Linked DNA regions of Capsicum annuum: region 2 is linked to region 1. The links are chromatin contacts, called in public Hi-C maps. All regions are on one chromosome and are shown on one strand. The core of a region is the stretch at or near the end of the contact, and the rest is flanking DNA. Distances in the headings are between cores, read along the strand shown.

Region 1 (7,267 bases), core at 3,444-5,943:
ATTATACTCTTAATAATTGATTATTCCTTGTTACTAACATTGAATTATCAAATCTTGAAAAATGTTGCAAAGACTTTGATAATCCTATAATCCTAATTATCCATGCAAAAAAATGTTTTGGTATCAGCCATATAATAACTCCATCAATATTGGAACTAACACGACACAATTAATAGGGGCAAAATGGTAAAGTTACATTATTAATCATTGTTTTCTTAATAGTTGTGTCAACTCAATTTGAGACGAATAATTTGGGACGGAGAAAGTAATAAATAATAGAGGTACTATATCATTCTTTAAATATAATAAATTAACGTCTTAAAAAATACATTAGGTGATAAATAGTAATTAATAGGTAGGGTAGAATTGATAGAAAAAAGGTAAATAATTCATTGATTTTTCAAATTGAACAAGTATTGTTAAACAACTATTTTTAATAATATGAACAAATATTAGTGGACAAAGGAAGTAATTAGGACAGATGTCAAACGTGATTAATTATATTTAATTTGGTCACCAACTCACCAATCATATGATAGAAATGACAAACTAATTCTTGTTTTATGCTATTAAGTGCTTATTTAAACGTAACTCTAACCTCAGAAGGAGATTTGATATTATATGACAAATTGCTTTTGTTTTATGCTAAGTGCTTAATTAAGCGTAACTCTTAACATTGAAGAAAATTAAAACTTGATAGGTATAAGTTTCTTTTTTTTTGTTCGGTCACATTCATTTTATGCATTTTAAAAATTTTAATTATCAAAAATAATACTTCTACACAGTATTTTAATGTTATTTTTAAGTATAAAATTTTTATGTTTAAGAAACAAAAGAATCAATACTACATTAAATTTAAATTAAATTGTGTTCGCATAGACTAAACACTCTGAACTCACAAATATGATAAATTGATAAAAGAAAATTAAAACTAAAAATCTCAAATTAAAACTTAATAACAACAAAATATATTCACATGCAGAGATATGTTTATCAGACAATTATATTGCACAAATAGAATTAATATTGTTGCATCATACATGCATGTATTTTAAATCAGCCAGTTAGCTAGAGTAGGAAAATGCTTGTTCAAATCACAAATTTAACTCCCTTAGATTTTTGGCTTCACTACTCATAAAGAAATGATGAACTGAACGTGTTTATTTTATTTTGATTATTTTAGCATATTTTTCATATTAATTTTTATTTATGTAGATTTTTGGCTTTACTACACATAAAGGGATGATGAATTGAATGAGTTTATTTATTTTGATTATTTTAGCATATTTTTCATATTAATTTCTATATATGTAAGATTTTTGGCTTTACTACTCATAAAGGGATGATGAATTGAACGTGTTTATTTTATTTTGATTGTGTTAGCATATTTTTCATATTAATTTTTATTTATGTAGATTTTTGGCTTTACTACTCATAAAGGGATGATGAATTGATTGTGTTTATTTATTTTGACTATTTTAGCATATTTTACATAGTATTAATTTGAGAAAATACATGGTTTCCCCTCTAAAGTTGCAACGAAAATTTACTTTAGCCATTAAACTTAACTTATAATTATTTACCCCCCTAAACAACTTTTATATGAATTTTGTACCACCCTAAAATAATTATACCACTTTCACTATGGAGAGTGCATCACACTCGCGCCACGTTAGAGCCATGTCGTAGCCACGTCGGATCCACGTCAATGCCACATAAATAAATTATTTTTTAAAATAATAAATATATATTATTTTTAAATTATATATATATATATATATATATATATATATATATATAATTTTTAAAATTTTCAACTCCTTTTTCTTCTCTTTCTCTCCTGTGCCTTCTCCGGCAGCCACCACCACCGAACTCCGGCGAGTTTAGCCTCCCCACGTACAGCCTTCTCCCTTTCTCCACTTTTCCGCCACTGCTTCGCCGGAGGCGATGGCCAGCGAAGCTCCTAGTGGTTGGTTGGAATTCGGAAGACGTCAAATGCTATGGCGGCTCCCCATAATTTCATATATGGAAGTTAAACGAAGTGGTAGTTAAAGGGCATATCGATAATTTTATTCTTAAATCTACAAAAATCTTATAAATCTCCCAAAATATCTTGTGCTTTGGTATTTTTTTTATCTTACAATTTCTTCATGTTTTGATTTCTGTTTAATGTTTTTTTTCCTTTTCAATACCTAAAAGTTGGTAACTTTATTTTGTTCTGGTCATCTTAATTCCATCTGTAAGTTCATTGGTTGCTTAATTTTGGTTTAAAATTTGCTTTCTATTATTTTGGATCTTCCTTACATAATTGTCTGCTAATAAAGGTTTAGTTATATGCTTATGTTGTCGTTAACTATTTGTTCATGTGTTTCTTGGATCAGCAGTCAGCTGCTTTTCTTGTGAATACTAAGTAATCTAAGTTAGTAAAGTTGATTACATTATGCGGTCAAAACAGTATTTTTAGTGTTGTTTGATGTTGATAATTTTCCATTTGATTTGTGTTTTCCTTGTTTGGTGTTGTTTGAAAGGAAAAGACATGGTGGGTGGGAGGAAGAAGAAGAAATAGGGGTGGTGGGGTGTGAGGAAGAAGAAGAAATGGGGGTGGTGGGGTGTGAGGAAGAAGGAAAAAGAATAATAATTAAAAATATTAAAGTGAGCCCCACTTAAATTTTTTTTACACTTTTTTCCCACTAAAACACGCTTTTATTTTTTTTTGGCCACGTCAACCATTAAGGGAGCAAAATAATACATTTTAAAGTTCATAAGGGGGATAAATAATTACGAGTTAAGTTTAATGACTAAAGTAAGTTTTCGTTGCAACTTTAGGGGGGGAGGGGAATGTGTCTTTTCTCTATTAATTTCTATTACATGGTTCTTTCTATTGGGAGAGAGGCAAAAGCACAATCAAAATGTTAGACAGGATAGCAGCGAAAGAATACCCAAATCTAAATTTTGACAAGCAAATTCAAGCAAAATAAGGTAATATGGCAGTAAATAAATCACCAGACAAATACAATAAGATAAGAATAAAATCAAGAACAAGAGACACCAAATTTACGTGAAAAACCCTTCAGTGAAGAGTTAAAAATTACAGGATCAAAATCTCCATTATAATCACCAAAGAGTTACAATATTTTTCTTCAAAATGGCCACCAAACAAGTGTCAAACAACAAGCAACAATACATAAACCACAACACCAAATACTAGAGAAATAAAGGAGCGAAAATATCAAAACGCAGCTACTGTTCGGGAATGAAGAACAGGAGCTACAGGCCACCAAACCAAACTCCGTCATTTTCTAATCAAAGATTGAGATGAGAGGAACAAGCAGTCCAAAAATCATCTCAATTGGACAAGAAACAAAACGGAAATCGCAATTTGAAGTTGACAGCTATGACTGAATTTTTTAGGCGAAAATCAGCTTTCTTTTCTCTCTTGGGCTGCTGAAAACTCTCTTTTGTGATGTTGGAATAAGACTAAAAAGAAGAATATATATGACCCATAATAATAGGTCTATGGGCGAAAAGTTGGTTGGTCCAAATTGAGCTTCATTTATCTATATAGGAAGGGGAAAAAACCCAATAACCCAACACATTCTTCGAAAAATTCTATTTTAATTATTTTGATGGATTCTTTTTGATCTGCGTACTTTTTTTTAGTTTCAGTCGAAATCATATAACGACAATTCTTATTTGATATATTACTGTACAAGTATTTATAGTTATGAAACTTCTGCCTCCTGTATAGATTGCGTATTAAATTTCGATAAGTAGAGTGTACACAGATCTTATCACTACTTAATAAAGGTAGAGAGATTGTTTCCAGAAACCCTCAGCTTGAGTAGAATCAATCAAAGTAAATAAGAAAAGAGAAATCGACAACGAAGAAAACATAACAACTATTATGGAAACAATAATAGAAAAAAAATAGTGCAATGATTAAAATATCGTAAACGACCTATGATGATATACATAAAAAATAAGACACCAGAAGAATAAAGCTAATACTAAGACATAAACCACCAAAACCTCAAACCATCGAGAAGCAAGACAATACTCCACAATCTACTAATCTTCTATCCTAATCCGTAACTTTTACACAGTCTTATCTAAGGCCATGTCCCCGATAAGTTAAATTATGTTATGTCCTGTCTAAGCGCATCTTTCGGTACTTATTTGACCTACTATTGATTTTTCTCTTACTCACTATATCTAACTTCTCGCGCATGTTCAAACGTTCTTAACCTTATTTTCATCTTGTTCACAACAAAGGTCACTCCCACCTTTGCTTGGATATCTCCATTCCCTAATCCTACCAATGAGGATTAAAACTTTTCAATCCTATGATGAGGCTAGACTTCCTCATAATTGACGTACTTCACACTTCACTTGATCGAGGTCTCGAGCATTTCACTTTCTCACCTCCACGAGTCTGTGCAGCTTCTTATCTCCTTTATCCCCTAATTCAACATGCATGCATTCAAAAATTTCAAAAATTATCGTATTTATCGTTATAACCGCTAATTATGAAATATTTTCTTTCTGGAAATCACTTATTCGAGTATTCCATAAAAAACCTCATTTAACTAAAATCTATGCAAATTTGAATTAATCATGCAATTAAATTTCGAACATCGAATATCGAATGATAATTATTAAAAAATAATAATAATGTATTAAATGAGCGTGTGAATGAAAGTCTTCATGGCCTAGAATTATTACAAAGTACAGACCAATGAAAATGGATTTTGAAGATGATTGTTCAAACCGACTCTATTCCTAGTATGCTTTATATTCCACATCAGATATACAGCCCCTTTTCCGTCTCTATAAATTCTGGTCCACATAAAGAATATTGCCTACTATATTAATCTTGAACCAGGAAACCCCTGCAACTTGGAAATTGTTAACTAGCTCTATAAAGATAGAGATCCCCCACCCACCCCTCTTCCCCCCAAAAAAGAAGACATAGCCCCTTATCGTTATTGAGTTTTGCCATTTCCTTCAAGACCTCAAAAGTCCAATTTTTTCAAGGTATTTTGCACTCTGTCTTCCTTTTTTTTTTTTTGTTGAGGTTTTAATTTGGATGTGTTTTCTCTTTGAATCTTTAATTTTAATTTGTGGGGTTTAAGGGTTTTTAATGTGATTTGATTCTTTATAACTTTTCCGAGGTTGCTTTTCTCATTTTGGATTTTTTGAGGTTTTGGTACACTTGTTGCTCTCTCTCTCTCTCTCTCTCTCTTCTTTTATCTTAATATGGAAAAAAATTCTATCCTTTTTGGTCTATTTGGTATATCAATACATTTTTTCTGTGTTAGTTGGGTGTTTTGTGTGGACTTGCTGAATTGTTTAGTGCTTAATTTGTTGTGGTGCTGCAATAAGGAATAGTTTTTAGTTCTGTTTATAAATTTTCTTGTTCTTTATGCAAATACTATATCATAATGTTGTGATGTGAATAAGCCTTTGTTAAATGAATCTTGTTTGTTTTCCTTGTCCAAAATAGAGAATCTTTTATTGTTTTGTGGTGTATTCTTTGTGTTCTGTTTAACTGGCTGAGATAGGGTGGTTCTACTAGTATCCCTGTTTGTCTACCTATACGGAGTTAGATTTCGCATATGCTCACTCGTCTAACAGTAATTATCTCAGAAAGTTACTTTCGTCGTTGTAAAAAATTGGAATCAAGAAGAAGAGACTTTTTTACATAAGAATGATTAATTGAGTGACCATCTGAGCAATCAAAGCTCCCTATTTGTGGGAGGTTCAAATTTGCCGATGTACTATTTGGAATGACTTAATTTTGCCAAAAGTGCATTTATATCGTTGCCTTTAGCAAATTGTCTCATACTTGTCATTTGGCATTAATGGAGCTCGAACGTGTTTAGGGGTGGACTCCACGTGTTCAATTTATCCGAGGAAGAGAGGTCCAATTTATTTTTTTCAGGTTCTGTCTATCATTGAGAAGTTCCATTAGGGATCAAGGGCGAAGAGCGAGACATTTTCCAAATAACGGGGCAAAATTAGACCAAAGTATAACGGATGGCAAATACTATATCTTGATGCTGTGATATGAAAAAGCCTATGTTAAGTGAATCTTTTTTGTTTTCCTTATTGAAAAGAGAATCTTTTAGTTTTGTGGTGTTAGTTTTTGTATTTTGTTCGACTGGCTGAGATGGAGTGAGTATCCCTGTTTGTCTCCCTAATTGGAGTTGATTTCTTGTATCGTCACTCAACTAATATAATAGTAATTATCTCAAAAAGTTAAATTCTTTGTTGTGAAAATTTGAAATTAAGAAGAAAGATGACTTGATAATAACTATCAATTGAGGGATCATGTCAACCCCATTATTTCTGTGAGGTTCAAATATTCCCCTGTACTATTTCCAATGACTCAATTTCCCAAAAGTACATTTATGTCCTTGACGTTGGCAAATCATCTCATATTTGTCATTTGGCATTTATGGAGCTCGGGTGTGATTAGGGGTGGACTCCACGTGTTCCAATTTTCTTGCCAATTTTTCACTCTATGATTGAGGAATTCCATCAAGGTTGAAGAGCGACGAGACTCTTTCCTAACGATGGGGCAATATTAGACCAAAGTATGACGGATAGAGAAAGTGAGATGTTTTGAATAGGACTGGGAAAAATTCGACCCTTACCCTTTTCTTAATGTGATTTTTCAAATGCAACTCCTAGCGTACAACAACAACATACCCAGTATAGTCCCATGAGTGAGATCTACGGAGGGTAGTCCCATGAGTGAGATCTACGGAGGGTAGAGTGTACGGAGACCTTGCCCCTTTCTTGGCAGGTAGAGAGGCTGTTTCCAATAGACCCTTGGCTCAAAGAAAGCAATAAAGATTACAATTTCAAAGTAATTCCTAGTGTATTCAGATAAAATTTTATTCTTGATGTTCATTTTATGTGCTTTACACCTAGAGTTTGTCCTTCATCCCTACTTGATGTATGTCTTTGACTTCTTGTTTCGGTATTAACCACAAGGAGATTCACTTCATTAATGTTGTTCCTTCTTTTTGCAAGTATTTTGATAATCCGGTGAGTTTGATTCTGTTATGTTCCTAACTAATGCATCTAGACTCTCGAGATTGGCTCCATTTGACGTAGTATTCCCCACATTTTCCTTTTAATGATGGTATGTTGTGCACAGAATGGGAACTTCTGTTGAAACTAAGTACGGGGAATACACATATGAAAACCTTGAGCGGGAACCTTACTGGCCTTCAGAAAAGCTTCGGATATCTATTACAGG
Region 2 (7,267 bases), core at 2,545-5,044, 130 kb after region 1:
TCAAAATTAAAACTCTTTTTATTTTTTTTTGTCACGAAATAAAATAAAAAAGCAGGTGAAGGGTCCTACTTTGAAATTATAGAACTTGATAGTTTTGAGGCCATGGTTGTGACTTGTGCACAAAAAAAAATTAAAAATTGGTGGTTGGTTATGAATCATTTGCCCATTCAACCTAATCCAATTATTATTTCAGTAAAAAAAACAAAAGAAAAGAAGTAATTATATTCTGTATATATCATTCAGGAATATACTTCCAAGTGGCTAAGCACTCAATGTTTTCTCGTCTTGTACTTGTACAAACCATATACATTCTACTACAGTACTACACTCTACATATGGAGGATAAAGAAAAAGATCAAGGAAGTAGTCAATAGACAAATATCTCATATAATTTCACAAGTGAGATCTATAGAAGATAATGATTAACGTGTGTGCGTGTTTTATCCTTTGTGAGGCTAGAGGTTCTATTTCTAAAAAAATCTTCGGCTCAAAAAAAGCATGAATAAAGAAGTATGTTGGAAAAAAATAAAATAAGGAGCAACAACAAATATTTTGACCTATTGAATGGTAAAATTTAGTTATAGTTTTCCTATATATCAAGTGAATTACTAATTTATATGAAAAAATAAATTCTTCTCTACTATATGGTTGCCTCTTTGTAATTTAAGTACTAAGTATCATGTTTTATGCTAGTCACAATCCATCCTTCAAACTTGGTGAAATAGTTATCTCCATTTTAACCTCATATTTGTTTACATGATTGCAAATAGGATAAATAACACTTTTTTTGGTGTTGATATCATTTACTTGTTAAAAAAAATTATGCAAAAACGATTTTAATAAAACAAATTAAACTTCCTCTGCAAATTTATGTACTTACATAAATAAAACTACATTTGGACCTCTAAATTCAGCGTTAGCGACTTTTTGGTGCAATTCCAAATATACAATAAAATGTCATTTCAATTGAATAGGGATGAATTTAGATTTTGATTTCTACAAATTTGAGTTTTGAAATTTTATTATAACTCATTTAATTAGTTGAGTTCGAAATGGACGGAGAACCTCCAAAATTTGTAAACTTCTGATTTAGGCATAAAAATCGATCAATTTAAACCTTTTCTTCTTTTTATCATATATATACATGATTGAGCAAGAATGATAAATTCTAATAGAAACATAATTTCTACAAATTTGAGTTTTGAAATTTTATTATAACTCATTTAATTAGTTGAGTTCGAAATGGATGGAGAACCTCCAAAATTTGTAAACTTTTGATTTAGGCATGAAAATCGATCAATTTAAACCTTTTCTTCCTTTTTATCATATATACATGATTGAGCAAGAATGATAAATTCTAATAGAAACATAATTTATACACTATATCTGGGTGTCTCAAAAAAATTAGTGGCCTAAAATCAAACTTTAATAAGAGACCTTAAGTATATACACATACATACAAAAATAATATTATAATAATTGAGAATTGTCGTTTTTCGCTATATATAAAAGTTATTTTTTGTGCAGTACTTTGAAAGATATATAATATTTAACTTCACATATTAATATGATTATTAATAAAAATAAAGATGAATTATAGTTAATAAGATATTAGCCATTTGTTTGTAATACATTAACCTAGATGTTGTAGTCAAAACTATATTTATTAATATCAAGTTTGAGTTGTTTACTTTAAAGTTCGAAAATATTCTGCTATAAATTAGATAACTTTTTCTTTCTTTTTTTTAAATAAACTTTTTAACGTATTTCGCTATCATCATTATTATTTCAAAGTGAAGTTGAAATCACAAAATTTACTATGAAAATTTTAAGGTCTTAAAACTTTGAAGATCTAAAACAAATGCTTTACTAGTCTTATCCTTGAGCCACCTTGAATACATCCTCCCACATTTACACCAAAATATTGGCAAAATGTACTGAGAATTTTGTCACATAATTTAGAATATTAAAAAATATAATTCCTCTCTTTGGTATTGGCTGGAAAAGAAGAACAAAAATGGGGAAATAACTCCATCAGTTTTATTAAGGAAATACTTTTATTAATGCCTAGTAGTACATAATGAATATAGGTAGCAGAAGTTAATAATCAATTGTTAAATATTCCTTCATTCTTAATCGGAGATATTAAATTTGACTCTTGTTAGGTATTGAGTCACCTTTATTTGGACCGTTTTATCTTCAATATAATACTTTTTGTGCAAAGTCAAATTTAAGTGAGCTCCAATATAAAACCTAACACCTCAGTGAATTATTTTTTTAAAAATGACATTAGGCATCCAAGCACCATCTTCTTCAGCCACAGTGACTATCGATACAACAACAAAAATAATATAAATACTAATAAAGGAAGATGATGACAACTCATTTAAAATTAAATGCCATCAATTTTTTTTTAGTATTTTTCAGACAGTTCAATTTTGGGCCATTTTTTTAGTTACTAGTATTTTAAAAGAACAAATCTGAACCTAGTATCTCAGATCTCTTATTCCTTTGTTCCATTCTTTATCATCCTCACTTTTTAAAAGAAAAAAATACATTATTCAAAAAATTTAAAATTACCAAAACCCTATCCGTCTCAATCTATACAATAATAACATATTCATCATAATTTCGTAACTGCGGCCTGAGAAAGGTAATGTATACACAAACTTTACCCATTTTTGAAAAATAGAAAAACTGTTTTGATAGATATTCAACTCAGAAATCCGACTCAATATATATTAAATATAAAAAATGAAATAAAACATATACTATATAAAAAGGAAAATCCTACAAATGATGTTGTTTTTCCTGTGTCTGTATCTTGCCAGCTAATTTCTCTTAATTTATTTTTGTTTATTAAAAATGCACTTTCCCTGTCAATAAAGGGTCCTTGTATTTTGGAGTCTATTCTACTTACATCAATCATACTCTATGTTTGTTTTCAATTATGCTTAATTATTGTAGTAGCGTTGGAAGCATCAATTGTCAAATTAATACAAAGAAAACTAATAAAGAACCTTGAATTATTAGAGAACCTCATACTTGCCCCACACACAGGTAAAAAAAACTTTTATTCCAACTCAGATGGATAAACTATACCTTATAATAAATCGACTAATAATTCATGAATAGTTCTGAAATATTTTTTGTATGGTCATTAAATATATTTCAATCGAGGATCGAGATGGTTAGCCTTATTCATTTTTGATAGTGATTAATGTCTGAACTATCTTATGCACACCTCGACTTTAACATTCTGCGCCATACAAATACACAAATCAATAAACTCAGAGATGGATTATGACTTCCTCACTATCCACAAGCTCCCATAAGTAGGGATGAACTGCTTCCGACTTTAAAAAGGGTTTCCTTTCAGAGCGAGTTTAGAGATATCGAATAATACCTAGTATCTTTCAGTAACAACAGATGTATGAGATAATTCTACTTATAACAAAGACAAAAATGACATGAAAGCAAGTTTAGGGAGCAAATAATACCGATCATCCTCCACCAGCACATGTTGTATCAGATAGCTCTACCTATAAAAAATTGGGAAAACACCAAAAGAATCTTGATTTTGCAACAACGGAGAGGTGTAGTTGGATTTTATGGAGGGGATCTGAATAGCTTTTAGTTCGTTCTTTTCCTTCTTTGAGATCGGGCCAATAGTAGTCGCGGTCCAACCCGAGGGGACCAAAATCGCTATTTCCCCTTTTCCCAATGTTTGTGTGACAAAGACGGGAGTACAACTAGCTGATCTCATCATGCTACAAACAAAAGTTACTTTGTCATACCTGTCTATTTTCAAAGGCACCTTCATTACAGGAGGCCCAGTATTGTACACACATACATTTAACCTAATTATGAGGCTTATAATTTCCCATTGTACTGCTTTTACTTTTGAAATAATAAAGACATGTAATGTTCTCTCGATCAGATAAACAGTTGTATAACAATATATTTGTTATCAGAATATATACAGACCTTACCCTTGTATATTAGTATACTTTCAATAGGCCTTCTGTCGTGCTAGGTTACTGACATATCTTTTTTTGTCGTTATTTGACCCTAAGAATGAATTGGACCCAAATGACATTTTTGTTGAAGCTTTGTGGCTGTATCAATTTCTAAACAAGTGTTAAAGAGCGAGCGAGCAAAGCCCTCAATTTAGTGCTTTCCCTCAATCTCCTCTTTCGTTTCTGCTTAAGTTTCCACGTTTTGTGACTGTGAGATTAATTGATTGATACTGTTTCCGATAGGTCCTCTACCGAGGGAAAAATATTTTACATTAAGACCAAATGTGATTAACAAATAGAAGACAAAATCACACCAATGACAACACTATCATAACAGTGCAAGTACAGAATCCACGATTACCGCAATTATTTCTAGGGAAAATAGCACATCTAAATCAATAACTCAAGTAGAGGCTACATCTTGGGAATCCTAGGGAAACAGGGAGTAACAGTCTACTTAGCTACATGTTGCAACATATCAATTTGACCACAAGCGCATGACGGTTCAGTAACACTGAATGTTGTAAGGATCCATCCACCTGAAACGGGAACATACTCGGGAAAATAAGTGGCTCATCGTTGTTTACTTCCTAGCAGTACCAAATGGTTGAACTTCCTAATAATTTAATATTTGGCATATGATTGAGGTTGCCAAGCTCAAAACTCAAATACAGAACTTAGTTTTGCACTCATGGGACATTCATAACTTGAATGGACTGCAGCATATCGGATACAGCAATGATGAGGTCACCTGACTTGATCATGCCCCGAGCTTTTAGCAGGGAGAAAGTTTTGTTTAGGTTGCTTTCCATATCATCGGAGTAATTCAAACGAAATGGCATTAGACCCCATTGCAGGTTCAGGCGTCTACGGACAGATGTTGCCGTTGTAAATGCAAATATTGGGCAATCAGGGCGGCAGCGTGACAAGAGAGATGCCATGTGCCCATTCTTGGTGTAAACAAAAAGAGCATCAACTTCCAAATTGTTAGCTGCAGATCAGAATGGAAATAATCACTAGACCAAATAGTAAGATATTATGAAGTGTATTATTGAAGACTCTCCTTCAGCGTATGATATAATTATTGGGGTTGAAACGTGCTTTTGGTTTAATTCCCACCACCCATTTCATTAGTATTTGGAGAAGGTAGTAACATTTTCCCATTGCTTGAATAAAAATTAAAATTGGATGAAATTAAAGAAAATGGGAATGGTTTTCCAGTTTTCACTTAATTGCATTTATACATGTATCCTTCTAATTGTTATAAAAAAACATGTACCTACATAAACATTTCCAGGTCTGTATTAAAAGCCAAAAAAAGTGGTGTTTAATTTATGTCCATGCAGCCAGATAATTCATGTGCAAACACAGAAGGTGGTATGTTAGCTCTCAAATGTATCCAAATGTTTCATTTTTCAGACGAGCTAACATGCTGCAATGATGAGCTCCATTATTTGTACACTTTTCAGCATTCCCTATACAGAACCATAAATAGGACAACTTTATTGCCTTTTTTATTTGGGTCTAACAAGGTATTATAATTTATAACTTTGGATATCCTGCCTCGGAAAATGCATGATGCATCAGAACCAGTATTTCTTAGATTCACAAGAGCTTGTCGCTTTGACATGATAATGAGGGCTTTACAATTTCCACTTTTAATTGTTTTTAACGATGTAGCAAATTGAACAGATTGATTAACCAAGAAAAATTCTTCATAGCACACAGCTTTCAGATGATTCTCCTATTTTTTCTTGTTTATAAGCTACAAACATTTCCCAGTTACCTGAGGTTATTTACTAACTTCTGTAAATATTGGGCAAATGCTAAGAAGAAGTCCACTATTGCAATTTCACCATTTGACTAGCCCAGTCCACAGACCACACAACAACAATAGAAACAAAGTAGTTTTAAATCTGCAGGCTATAAAACAAATAAAAAGCAATAAAAATCATATCAATCAGCATTCGAAAAGATAGAATTTTACCCATCTTGGCGGCAGAGTTGCAAATCTCTTCTGAAATACTATCGGAAAATGAAGATGCTATGGATGGCAATTCAATAACTTCCCGGCGTTTTTGTTCTCTCCACCTTCTTTCAATTCTCAAGCTAACATTTCTTAGGACAGTCAATGCCTTCTCAGGAAACTGTCCCATGGCTGATTCACCAGAAAGCATCAAAGCATCCCCCCGTTGCCTAACTGCTTCAGAAACATCAGCAACTTCAGCTCTAGTGGGAATAGGGTATTCAATCATAGATTCCAGCAACTGGGAAGCAACTATAACAGGCCTATTCAGCTGCCTGCATAGTTGAACAATCTTTTGCTGCTCTGATGGAACCTGTTCTAATGGAATTTGAGCGCCAAGATCTCCTCTTGCCACCATAGCACCATCTGATGCCTGAATTATTTCTTCTAGGTTCCTCAATGAGTCAATGCTCTCTATCTTCGCAATTACAGCAATATCACTGCACAACATATCAAACCAGATATATGAATAATTTGATTGCAGAGAATCTTCTTAATGATCTTTGAAAGAATAGGTGTGTTCTGCTAAATGCAGCTTTCCATGCTAAAACAACGATCTTACCCATCCCGAGCCCGGGCTTTAATGTAGCTCTTAAGATGCTTAATGACTTCAGCAGACTTGACAAATGATACAGCAATAAAATCAACACCTTCGGCAATCCCGAAGTCAATATCTAGCCAATCCTGCAGCAGTGAAACACTTGAGATAGAGACCAACTAAATATACTAAATTTCAGCAGTTACGAAAAGTGAAGTGTGAGAAAAACTCTGTGGCTGGATCCTGCATAAATTTAGTGTAAGTAGAACGTTAGGTATATATCCTAATAGCTGTTGTACCAAGCTAAAGCTCACTATACATTCTCTTTGTGAAACATAAATTTTGCAGTATCAACAAAAGAGTCTTTATATCCAGTTTGGAATTCCTTTTAAAGTGAGAATCTAGAAATATTAGCTGACATAAAAATACTGTTTGATAATGGTGGTGACAGGGCCACAACTTCGGTATACCTCAAACTATTTCATTGGATACGTGCCACCTCCACAATACAGGTACCTGTTAACTTTGCCGACCAACGCTTAGGCAGATGCGAGGAAACCACCAAGTGTTTTGTGTTTCCAAGGTTCTCACCCATTTTATTGGAAACTAAGCTGCATCCTTGACTTAACTGATATAAAATACTCCCGTTTTTCCATATTTGTTGTGCTTATTTGATTGGTAAAT

Evidence for each region. Hi-C and Micro-C count contacts between places; a contact is called where the count stands out from the background.
Region 2: a contact with region 1 is called in a Hi-C map of leaf, with 2.7 times the contacts expected there. The contact joins the enhancer-like site here to the promoter of LOC107864663 in region 1. A contact is called at or near these places in 4 of 5 Hi-C or Micro-C datasets (bud, leaf and placenta).

The regions. Positions count from the first base shown.
Region 1 is chr3:19,369,382-19,376,648 of UCD10Xv1.1, forward strand. LOC107864663 (GDP-mannose 3,5-epimerase 2) reads left to right here and starts at 4,694. Exons shown (of 7, transcript XM_016711101.2): 1 at 4,694-5,034; 2 at 7,166-7,267. The coding sequence starts at 7,167.
Region 2 is chr3:19,495,902-19,503,168 of UCD10Xv1.1, forward strand. It overlaps LOC107864665 (pyruvate kinase isozyme A, chloroplastic), which reads right to left. Exons shown (of 6, transcript XM_016711102.2): 4 at 6,608-6,729; 5 at 6,007-6,485; 6 at 4,328-5,010. The coding sequence ends at 4,709. Among protein-coding and RNA genes, the nearest start is that of LOC107864665, 23 kb to the right of the region's middle. Within about 2 kb of position 3,795, at least 5 of the 5 cell types and tissues checked have an H3K27ac peak or open chromatin away from gene starts, as enhancers often do. A contact at or near this core is called in bud and leaf, where this site is marked.